Linked DNA regions of Mus musculus: region 2 is linked to region 1. A link is a contact called in public HiChIP or PLAC-seq data. All regions are on one chromosome and are shown on one strand. Each heading gives the region's core, a stretch centred on a gene start, on an enhancer-like site or on the middle of the called end of the contact. The rest is flanking DNA. Distances are from core to core; before and after follow the strand shown.

Region 1 (5,788 bases), core at 1,239-3,738:
CACTGGATAAGTAGGAATGGGCAGGGAGCCGTTAAAAGAGTGTGGTCAGGGTGTGTCTCTCCTTGTCTGCTTTCTTCTCCCTGGTTTCCCTCTTGCACTGCTGGGGACGCTATATCCTGCCCACTGCCCATCTAGATCTCACTATGGCAGCTTATGTCTTATTTCCCACATCAAGGCACGGGCTACTGGCCAACCCTCTCATACATTTCCTCAGAGATACATATATATACATCTTGAAGATGAACAGAAAATGTACTCAAGACTAAAACTTAAAAAATCCAATTTTCAGAAATTTGGAATGAGAAATATCATCATATCAAACCACAGAGAAGAAAAGTCTACCATATTCTATTTTAGGCCTAGTAAGGATTATAGTTCTAAATTGTTCCCCAAACTGGCATTCAAAACATTTCCATTTTAAACAAATATATCATAAGACATCATAAAGAACACTTTAAAAACAACATAACGAAGATTTTCTTTAAATGCTTAAATGTGTTTTACATTTCACAAGAACAAAATGTTAACTATATGCAATCTACTTGTTTGTTTGTTTCCAAACAGGATTTCTTAGTGTATATCCGGCAGTCCTGGAATTTGCTCTGGAGACCAGGCTGGCCTCCAGCTCCAAGATCTTCCTGCCTCTCCCTCCTGAGTGCTGGGATTTAAGGGATCTTCCTCCACCACCCGGCCATCATACTCTTTTTATTATAAGGTCAACTTCTGTCTTAGTTACAGATAGGCACTTCACTGATGATAACTGGAAAATGACTTGTCCAACGAAGATCTAACTAGGTATTGAATCCTTGGGGTTTACTTTGCATTCAGCTCTGAATTGGACTTTGTACAGTTTATAATAAAAAGCTGTCCGTGACTCAAATGAGAAGCGTCCATAATTACATGCCACAGTGCAATCCTCATGCAATGAACTTGTGGTTTGCCAGCTTTCAAACAATGCATGCAGTTTTATGGGAGAGTTGCGATTTAAGTTGGTCCCTCTTTGATTCCATAAATGGTAGTTCTGATTTTGAAATGAGCCACCTAACTTACAACATTTAATTTTTTTTTCCTTTTTTCCTTTTAAAAACAGTTTTAACACATGCAAAGGTCTGGCTTATTGACAAGACAATTTCAGCAACGTTTTCCCTGCCATGAGATATTTCCTTCAGAAAGTCTCTGCTTTTTCTCCTTTTAAGGTTTCTTGGATGTGAAGATGACATGAACAAACTCCAAACTCCATTTATCTATGTTGTTTGGAATGGAAAAGCTGAATGGGAAAGGAGGCCAGAGGAACAGAGGACACAAATGAGTAGGTCCCAGACAAAAAGTATTGGAAATACTTCAATGGAAACCTAAAATTATAGTTTGGTGGGTTGAAAATACTATTCTCAACTCTCACTGACACAAATACAATGTTCAAGCAATCTTATAATCTATGTACTTGTTGCTGATTTACTTGGTAGATGTATTCTAGATTAATGGTTTACAAAGTTGTGGTTCTTCCTAAATAGCAGCAAATTATATAGAAATTATCAAAGAAAACAAGTATGATTTCACTAGTTACTCTCAGAGTTTTTCTTCCATAATTAAAGAGGAATGCTTCAGCAATTTCTTCCATTTAAAATTCTCCTGCCCCCTCAGTATTTATATATATATATACAAACACATACATGCTCTGGTTATTCTGTTCTTCATTTCTGCTTGGGGTAGTATGCTGGAATATTGGCAACACAATTATATCTTCTTGTACATTTTCACTGAACCATTTTTTTCTTAAAATTTTTATTGTTTAAATGCATTTTTTTTTTAATTTTTGAGACAGGGTTTCTCTGTATAGATGTAGCTGTCTTGGAACTCACTCTGTAGACCAGGCTGGCCTCGAACTCAGAAATCCACTTGCCTCTGCCTCTGCCTCTGCCTCTGCCTCTGCCTCTGCCTCTGCCTCTGCCTCTGCCTCTGCCTCTGCCTCTGCCTCTAAGTGCTGGGATTAAAGGCGTGTGCCACCACTGCACGGCTTAAATGCATTTTTTAACATCAAACACATTAATAATACTGAATATTTTGCGAATCAAATAGTACATAAAAATTTGTTCAACTTCACTGAACTATTTATCGATTGAATTTCTCCGTTCTTTGTGGAGTTATTGGGCAAGAATTCTAATGCTATGTGTAATTGGCTTTTAGGAAAGTTGGGGGGGGGGGTGGAAAACGACATAAAATTTAGCCATTCTTCTGCCTCTAATGTTAAAAATGTGTTCTACAGGTTGTAGCTGTCAGGGGACTTCAGCAGGGCAACTTTTAACTTAGTAACCTAATATGGGTATGCTCAGCTGAGGCAGGATTTGCATTTCAGTTTCTTAACATCAGGGTTGGGAAGATTTTGCTGCCCTTCTTGTCTGTGACATACGGTACAGGGGTTGGCTCTGCTTTGGTCCACCTGCCAGTCGAGTTTAAAGTTTCCGAGGCTCGGAGGAACACAATGACTTGGATGAGACCGACTAAAAGGAAAGGACACTGCTGCAGCAACCAGGAAGCCCTTGAACCCCAGCTAAGCTAACCGTGTCTTTTTCTTTTTTCTTTCTAAAATGCGCCTACACCGCCTACACACAGGACGAACCCACTTCTTTCATTGATCAGATTTTTTTTTTTTTTTCCTGACCGTCTAAGATAGTCTGATCCTTGGCGACATATGGCTGGAAAATGAAACGACCCGGGAGTGTGGCCACCTCGTTATTCTGTGTGGTGTAATACCAGATGGGCACCGTGAACCGCGCTGGGATGTGAATGGACAGTTTGAAATGGGAATTTCCCCGCATCGAGCAGGTTCCATTTCTCTCTTGGGTCTCTCGGTATAACGTACTAGCTTTTGCCCTTCTTCTCTGCAGTATCAATTAACTCAACTTGGCGGTGGAGTGGCCAGCTAGGAAAGGAATGAAGCGATCTGGCTAATCTTGCTGGCTGTGGAGCGGCAGAGCCTGAAACTGCAGCCGGGTGCAGATCTGCCGACTGCGCCCGGGGCATGGAGCGCACGGGCGACCGCGGGGACTCAGGCCCGGCCAGAGGAGCCCAGTACTGAGCTCCGGAGTCCGCCAGGCCGCCGCCGCCGCCTCCTCGCGCCCTCTGCCTTTACTGTCAGTGTCGCCCCTCGCAAAGAGTCATGGAAGACAGCCCGCTGCCAGACCTCAGAGACATCGAGCTGAAGCTGGGGCGCAAAGTGCCCGAGAGCCTAGCGCGCTCGCTGCGCGGGGAGGAGCTGGCGCCTCGGGAAGGGGCTGCGGACCCCAGCGGGGTTGGTGGGAGCTGCAGCAGCAGCAGTAGCTGCAGCAGCTTTGCGCCCTCCGTGTCCTCCTCGTCGTCATCCTCCCCTGCCTCTGGCTCTCCACGACGTAGCCACCCCAGCGCCCTGGAGAGGTTAGAGACCAAACTGCACATCCTCAGACAGGAGATGGTGAGTGTGATGCGTCAGAGGCGACTTGGGGACCCGGGGCCTGGGACCCGAGAGGGTGGCACAGGAGCGGGGGGGGGGGGGGGGGGAGAAGCTGGGAGGAGGTGTGCGGGAGCGCGCCTCTGGACTCGGCTACAGCTAAGCTTGAACCCTGAGGACTTTGCTCGGTCACGGGGTGCCCTGGCAGCTCATTCGGCTCTACTTTCTGATAGAGCTACTCCCTGCGCACCACTCTGCAGCTGCCAGCCGCGGATTCTCCCGCACTAGCCTGCTAAAGGCCGGCAGTTACTGCGCGGATCTGGGCCTGCTGTGAGCCGTTTATGTTTTGCCTTGGTTCAAAGGGTGGTTTAGTCCAATGCACTTAGCGCAGAAATGCCTCCCAGCTGGCCGGGAGGTGGCGCGGCGGGGTCCTTGCAGCCTGCTGTAGTTTGCTCTCCTCCACCCTCCCCTTGCAGCAGCTGCAGCTGTCCCAAGGCCACTGTTCAGTAGATTCGCCACAGCTGGTTCTGAAAACAATGGCTCCTCGCCCTTGATGTGCTTGTGAATGGCTTGTTTCACTGTTTTGATCCTGGAGAGCAGGTGACCCCAGCCCAGGGATTTGCTAATGACTGCCTCCTACCCTTTCCTCTAGTTCTCAATCAGCACTTGTTTTCTCTACCATTTCTGTGAACCTCGGATTAGGACAATGGGTCAAGTAGGTCTAAGACTCGTTATTCCGGATGTGTTTACACTAAAGCATTCATTCATTTGCCTTGAGCTCTTGGGCGAGTCTTGGCCTTTACAGATCTCAGTTTGTGATCTTTACAATGATGAGCTGATTGGAAGAAATTATCTCTTTCTAAGCCTTTTGAAGCAAATGGCCACAAACCAATTACATTTTCTACCAACTTAGAGAGGAGGAAAATTTCAACAGGGGGAGGGGGAGTGTTGAAGGGCTTCCTACAAAAGTAGCCTGCTGGGGGTTCACATCTAAGATTCCTTCCATTTTTATTTTCTGTGATAGGGAGACCTCAGAGATAAATTCCAAGCCAAATGACAGTCTTCAGAGATCATGACCTATTAAAAGACTATAGAATATCACTTTAAAGACCCTCGCTAGACCTCTAAACCTGGTCTACTTGAAGCCTTTATGTCTCCCGTAGTAGCTTACCACTTGAAAAGGTTCCACATATTGAAATATATGTATATTTCTACATGTAACTGAATATGTATATATGTATAATATACTTTGTGCATTGCAAATTATTTTTATTATTATTCATATTTCGCTGCCTAAATACATGTTAATCACTACAAATATTTATTACATAGTTACCATGTCTTAGTAAGTATTGAGGTCTGAAATATGCAATAAAAAAATAAAGGAGGTGAGATTTCTTAGACTCTGAGCATCTGAAACATCTACCAAGTTCAAAGTTACTACTGGTCTAGGAAGAGGTGGGTCCAGACCCCATCACATATCAGATAGATTGCATTGAAACAAAATTACAGTTATTAAATAGGAACGAAATAATTTTATAGTTTAGGATCACCACAACATGAGGTTGGACGCATCAGAAAGGTTGAGAACCGCGGGCCTCAGAGGATGTAAAGATGCTAACTCCTAAGTGGGATGACCTGAGTTTGATACCCAGGATTCATATGGAGAATCAGCTCGCACAAGTTGCTCTCTGACCTCCACACAAGCACCGTAGTGTCACGTGCACATGTGTGTATACCTCACAAACTAAATACAGGAATGTAAACAAACAAACAACAACCACAGCAACAACAAACCTTTTCAATCAATGAATGTGTCCATTAAGAGCTTTCAAATCTCTTATGCTTATTTGACTTTTATTTGTAGTATTGAATTCTATAGGATAAGGAAAATTGGTCATTTTCAAGTAAGACTGTCTGCCATACATCTATTTTTCCTAATGAAAATGTCCAAGTTGATAAAAAATTCTTTCAGATATATCTTGCTATTTATGATGATCATGATGTATCAGGGTTTTTTTTTTAATTATTTTTATTTTACATGTATGAATGGTTTCTCTGAGTGAATGTTTGTACCCTGCATTCACACCTGGTGTCCTCAAAGGCCAGAAAACAGTGCTGTGTGCACCAGAACTGGAATTATAGACAGTTGTGAGCTACCATACTGGTGCTGGAAGTGAACACAGGTCCTATGAAAGAGCGACAAGTGCTCATAGCTGCCTAGCCATCTCTCCAGCACTCTGGTATTAATTTCTAAAAGGACAAGTGGACAATCACAACAAACTAATGAATCTGTGTCGTCTCAATGTCTGTAGACTAAGAAAAATGCATGTCATGATCCATGCTTTGGGGTAAACTCTGTGT
Region 2 (5,788 bases), core at 2,185-4,684, 2.6 Mb after region 1:
TTGAGTGTTATCCTGTAAGCAACGTGGTGACAGCCAGAATTAATCAAGACAGCTACACAGTCAAGAGCTATGCTTCATAAAGGAAATTTCTGTTAGAGCATATGGAGGGAACAAAGAGCCAGAGCCACCCAGAGCAACAATTATGCCAAAGCTTTTCCTTTCTAAGACCTGATACCAAACACCATCCTAACGAAGCACCTGGTGCCCGAGGTTACAGAGGGGTCACGGGGAGTGAACGGGGCTTAGCCCTGGGGCTCACACAGGGAAATCTGCTTGACAGGGCAGAACCATGCATGTGCCTCTAGGCCTCCTTTTGATTTTTTCCCTATTTTTCCATCCTTAAATCTTATAGTTGTCAATTTAAAAATGCCCTGAGTGTTAATTGCTAAGTGCACAGGACAAGGGAATGAATGACTGATTACAAGTGTTTGGGTAGGAAGAAACAGGCACCAGACCCAGCTTTCAGCAGCAGGCACAGAGAGAAGACAGAAGGCAGAGAGGAAGACAGAATTTTTGAATGTAGGATCTGAGATCTTGAAGAAAAAGAAAAAAAGATAATTCTGTATGTCTTTTTTTTTTCCTGTTTGTTTTTTTGTTTTTGCCTGAGAGTTTAAGCTTTATGAACAGGCAGAGGAGTAGTTTGGGCAATTCATGATAAACTGAGAAAGTTAAGTTTTAGATATTTTGATGTCAATACTACCAGCTAAGAATGGCATTGTGGCACAAGCCTGTAAGCCAGGCACTGGGATGCTAAGGCACGATGATCACCAGGCCAGCTCGGGCTGTGTAGCAAGACCCTGCCTAAAACAGGGACAGAAACAAACCTCAGGACCACCACTATTACCACAGCACAACACTGTGGGGCAGTAAAGCAGAACTGTTGAAATAAGAACTAAAAATTCAAACTCAGATATAAACAATCAAAGTTCAGGATCTTAGCATTCACTTCCACAGGGCCAAATAAGCTTGTCAGGTACCAAGTGAAGGCTGAGGGCACTTTACTGGCAGTAAGATGGTGAGAGGCGAGAAAGTATTTATTTATTTATTTATTTATTTATTTTTTGGTTTCTTGAGACAGGGTTTCTCTGCATAGCCCTGGCTGTCCTGGAACTCACTTTGTAGACCAGGCTGGCCTCGAACTCAGAAATCCGCCTGCCTCTGCCTCCCGAGTGCTGGGATTAAAGGCGTGTGCCACCACGCCGGGCCTGAGAAAGTATTTATTGATCCTCATAAATGTGGGAGAGAAATCTGAGGCGGCTCAGAAAACCAAGGGGTCTTGGATTTGGTGATGATGTCTTTATTGAGGTTGTAAGCTTCTTTGAGGGAGTGGTGGGGTTGGATCTACTTGTCTCTCCGATGGGCTGGGAGAAAGGAGGGGGCTGAGGTGACCAGGAAAGACAACCAGAAGTGGGTTAGAGAGCGTCTCACTATAGATAGCCTTTACCCAAACAGGGGACCAAGGAAAACGAACCTGTAACCACCAGGGAAAAAGAGAAACCCTCTAAGGACTCCGAGGTGATCGGATTTATTGTGTAATTACTATAATTTTCATTAGCCTTGTTGCTAATATGACCTGAAAGGCTCTCTGTGATCTGAGCTGAGCATATTTCTCTAGCAGATCTTTCATATTTTTCTCCCCTGCACCCAAAGTTTCTATTTTGTCAAAAGTCTCATGCTTTTTTTTTCCTGTCCCAATTCGTTGTTACTTTGGTGAATCTATTACTCTACTTTCTTACACTAGACTTTACATGCTCCACAAATCGCTTCCCTGTACTCAAGGTTGACGAGCAGATCTTTTCTCTGATCCCTGTGGCATTTGTACTTTATAGCTGGTATTTTTATTACCTAGCTCCATGCTGGGCACATGTGCTGTACTCTACGCATGCTAAAGACAGAGTAAATGAACTTTGTAAGGATTCATGTCAAGCAGCTTTTCTTTAAAAAGTGTACAATGTAATAGATCAGTTATGTTTGCAATGTAACACTCCCTTCTGTGATGTTCCTAAAACACGATGAGCTGATGTGTGTGTGTGGCCCATGATTTGTAACCCCAGTGTTCCGGAGGCTATGGCAGGGGATCCAGAATTTGGGGCCTGATTGGGCTACATAGGGAATTAAAAAACCCCACCCAGACAAAACCAAGAAAGCAAAACAACAACAAAATCACTTCCCTCCAAACAAAAATCTTTCAAATAACAAAACTAAGCCGTATACAATTTAAAAAAAAACTCTCATCTTCCAGGACTGTCAGGCCACACAGAGAAACCCATGGTGGTGGTGAATGTAATCTTATTTATTGTAATTCTCCATTTGATTCCTAAGTAGAGAGGGCTACTTTTGTTTCCTTCAGTTTGTTTTCGAAGCAGTTATCTCTTCTGGCTAAAGCCTTAAGAAGCAAGGAAAACCTTTTAAAAACCAAACAACTGACCTCAAACCAATTAAAGTTTCTCAGCAGTGCAAGAACCAAAGTTTTAATCTATTTGCTCTTAGGACTGTTAACTTTCCAGAGCGAGAGCAGGCGAGAACCCCAACACCTGGTTCAGGCTGATTACAACCAACCCCGGACAAGTTTAGCATAAAAGGCTCATTTTGTATGAACACTTGTGGAAAGAAGGTAGTGGCGGCAGGGATAAAAACCTTTCATCAAAATCCTGCCATTTCGCATTGTTCTTTAGGGAATAGGCTTTCAAAAGCCAAGGAACAAAAGAGGATTTGCTTTTCCAATCCTCTGAAGCGGCTACAGGGCGAACCAAAGCTCTTTATAAATTGTGGGCGAGGAGGGGGAGGGGCTGAAATCTAGCAGAGATGGAGCTCAAGGCGAGGCTCCAAGGCCTTATTTGCCAATGAATCCGGTTCTGCATTATTTGTAATCAAAGACGCTCAGCAGCATCAGAGCACCGACCTACATTCTATCCACCCAAGCCAAAATACAAAAGAAATCGATGGGAGGAGGAGACTGCAGGAGGAGGGCGCTGAGAGTCTGCCACCTGTGCCGAAGCCCAGGCACTCTCCCTGGGGACCCTGGCATCGGCCGCGGTCCTAGCGGGTTTCTCGGGCCGAGAGCCAGCTAAGAAGACGTTTACAGAGCAGGAACAGGCTGCTGCCCTTTTCCGAGGCTGGAAATGTGCACGCCACTCGGTTGCGGGAGTTCTGAAACAAGGAGAAGGCACAGCATGCCGGCGCTGGAGCGCGCATGGGGTGGAACGCGGCCCCGAGCCACCCGTGTGCTTTGCGCACGCGTACCCCACCCCTGGCGCATGCGCAATATACCCCGCCTGCCGCGGGAGCGCGCGCGGTTGCGGGCCGGCGCTTCTCTTCCAGCGCGAGCCCGCGTTCTCTGAGTACGCGCGTATCCTGGAGCTGGGGCTCGGGCGGCGGGCGGGACGCTGGGGACGCGGAGGCGAGGGGCGGGCCTGCCGGGGCGGGGCCAGGGAGGCGGAGAAAGTCGCGGCTGCCCAGAGCCTCGTCGCGTGTTCCGGGCCCCCGGAAGTGGCCGTTGTAAACTTCACCTCGTAGACTTTCTCCATCCTGGCCCTAGAGTCCATCGGCTTTCCCCAGTTGTCACTCTTTCTCCTGAGAGTTGCCTGACCTCCCACTCACCCCGAGACCTGAAGCTGCCTGGGGGTCGTGGGTGTGCAGGCTGGACCACGCGAGTCCGAGGTAACTGCGGGCTGTGGGTGCAATGGTGACTGGCGCCCGGGACCGGGAGGTGCTGAGAGGAGACTGGGCTTGCAGAGAGGACCCGGCTGAGGGCTGCTAGCTGGTGCTGACACGCCTCCAGCTCAGCCTCCAGCCTCCAGCCTCCAGCTCAATGGCCAGGGCTCTCCGCCCACCTTGAGGAAGCCGAGCATCTTCGCTGTACTCCGAGGACCGGTGGGGACTAGAGTCCTCGGAGCTCTTTGGGATCAGTACCCAAGGATCACTTTTTTTTTTTTCGTGTTTTACCTTCATTTTATTTAAATGCCTACCACACTTTAGGCACCCTACAAACGTTTGATAAGCAAAACAATGAGTTATGCAACTTCTGCCTACCACCCACCTTGGGACTTAGAAAAGTCAGCTGTGAGTTTAAAGCTGAATTTTGCGTACAAGCACACACCCCCCCCCCTTTGACTTTTTAATCATTTACGATATTCATATTAATCAAATACATAACTTAGAGACGATATCAAACAGCTTCTAAGATTTTGCACGTTGATGTTTTATACTTTTCCTAGTATTGGAGAAATGAAACTACCGTTTTGTTATTTGTATTTATCAGTGCTTAGTAACGACCAAACTGTGATAGAGCCGGAAATGCAATCCTTTCCAGTTAAAGGCAGAGGAATGCAGGCAGTGCAGCGGGATTCTAGGGAAAGTGAAGGCGGCTGTTTTAGCTTGGAGCTTGTGTGTAAATCCTGGCTCAGCCATTTATTAGCTGTGACAGGCAAATCACCTGTCGCCTGGACCTTAGGTTCTTTATGTCAAATAAGCAGAGTGGGCTTAGTCTTTCAGGCTCCGTTTACTTTTTGTTTGTTTGAGTTTCTTTGTCTTAGGCGTGTTTTATGGACAGAATCACACATCTCCTTCACCTCTCTTCTTTTTTCAGAGATGGGATGAAAGGTGGTTGAGACTGAACAAGAATCATGGGCACAAAAGTGTTCTGCTATTTGAGCTGCACTCAGCTCTGAAGTGCCCCCTTGCCAAATGAACCGTGTAACTGCTGATAGTCCCACACAGGTGTCACGACTAATGAATGCAAAGCTGCATAGACAAAAAAAAAAAAAAAAAAAAAGTGGATTTAGTGTTAGGGAATCAAGCCCTTTCCTCTCGATGAGTAAAGAAAAAAAAAAATAGCATTTGGTTAGACACCCAAACTGAGAAGGTAGTGGAAGTGCTGTGACACAGGTTGCATTCCTTTCATCTTTAAACAAGAGCGGAAAGGGTCGAGGGGCTGACTTAAATAGTTGATGAAACCTGATGCTTGTTGGTGAGTTGGTGTTCATCAGTTTAAAGGGGCGGGGGTGGGGTGGGGGTGGGCAGGAGAAGCTAGGCTGTGCGCCCAGAGAGGCATAGGCGGTTCCAGATAAGCATGTTTTCTTGGTACAGAATCATTAGAAGTCATCAAGATGTGAGTATGACTTTTAATTCTTGTAGTGAGTATCTTGGTACAAATCATTCAATCTCTGGGAAACCCAGTTTTCCCGTCTGTGAAATGGGCAAATAGTCTCTGGAGATTAAGGGATGGATGGTGGGATCAAGCATGCGTAGTTAGTTGCGTGTGTGGCACATAGTAAGTGTTCCATACTGGGCCCTGACTCTTCATCCAGCCCCTTTCTCTCTGAGCTGTGTGACTGAGAGGTGAGCATGCGGCGAAGGGACAGAAGAGGGCTTGAAGGGTAGGAAAACTCGTGCTAAGATGGCCAATGAGTCGGAAAAGGCTGGGGTGATGCACCCACTTTGCTTTTGCAAAATGTGGGGTAAAATTTGTTCTTTAAGGAAAGTTTTTTTTTTTCCTTTTTTTTCCTTTTTATTCAGTCTCAGTAGAGACTGTCAAAAATTGCCAATGCCGACTTTATTTCAAGTCATCATGGCAGGGTATTGGGAAAAGTTTTCAATTAGCAATAATTGCGCCTCGGATAAACCTCATGGACTACAATACAGCCAATTCGCAAAGCTAAGGAAAGTTTTCTTCAAGTGTGGTTTAATTATTTAATTATTTATTTATTTATTTTTTACCTTGCTTGAGTTGTCTGTCTTTTTTATGGTTCTGGGAAAAGAACTTGGATATTTCCCTATTCAGGGACTT

What was found. HiChIP or PLAC-seq counts read pairs in DNA pulled down with a chosen protein or histone mark.
Region 2: a contact with region 1 is called in an H3K27ac HiChIP or PLAC-seq map of embryonic stem cells, with 7 times the contacts expected there. The contact joins the promoter of Ccdc171 here to the promoter of Lurap1l in region 1. A contact is called at or near these places in 3 of 115 datasets of contacts at active chromatin or transcription factors (astrocytes, embryonic forebrain and embryonic stem cells).

The regions. Positions count from the first base shown.
Region 1 is chr4:80,908,198-80,913,985 of GRCm38.p6, forward strand. Lurap1l (leucine rich adaptor protein 1-like) reads left to right here and starts at 2,489. Exons shown (of 2, transcript NM_026821.5): 1 at 2,489-3,448. The coding sequence starts at 3,158.
Region 2 is chr4:83,522,111-83,527,898 of GRCm38.p6, forward strand. It overlaps Ccdc171 (coiled-coil domain containing 171), which reads left to right and starts at 3,435. Exons shown (of 26, transcript NM_001355378.1): 1 at 3,435-3,660. It overlaps Gm25899 (a small nuclear RNA gene), which reads right to left and starts at 5,658; the gene lies at 5,518-5,658.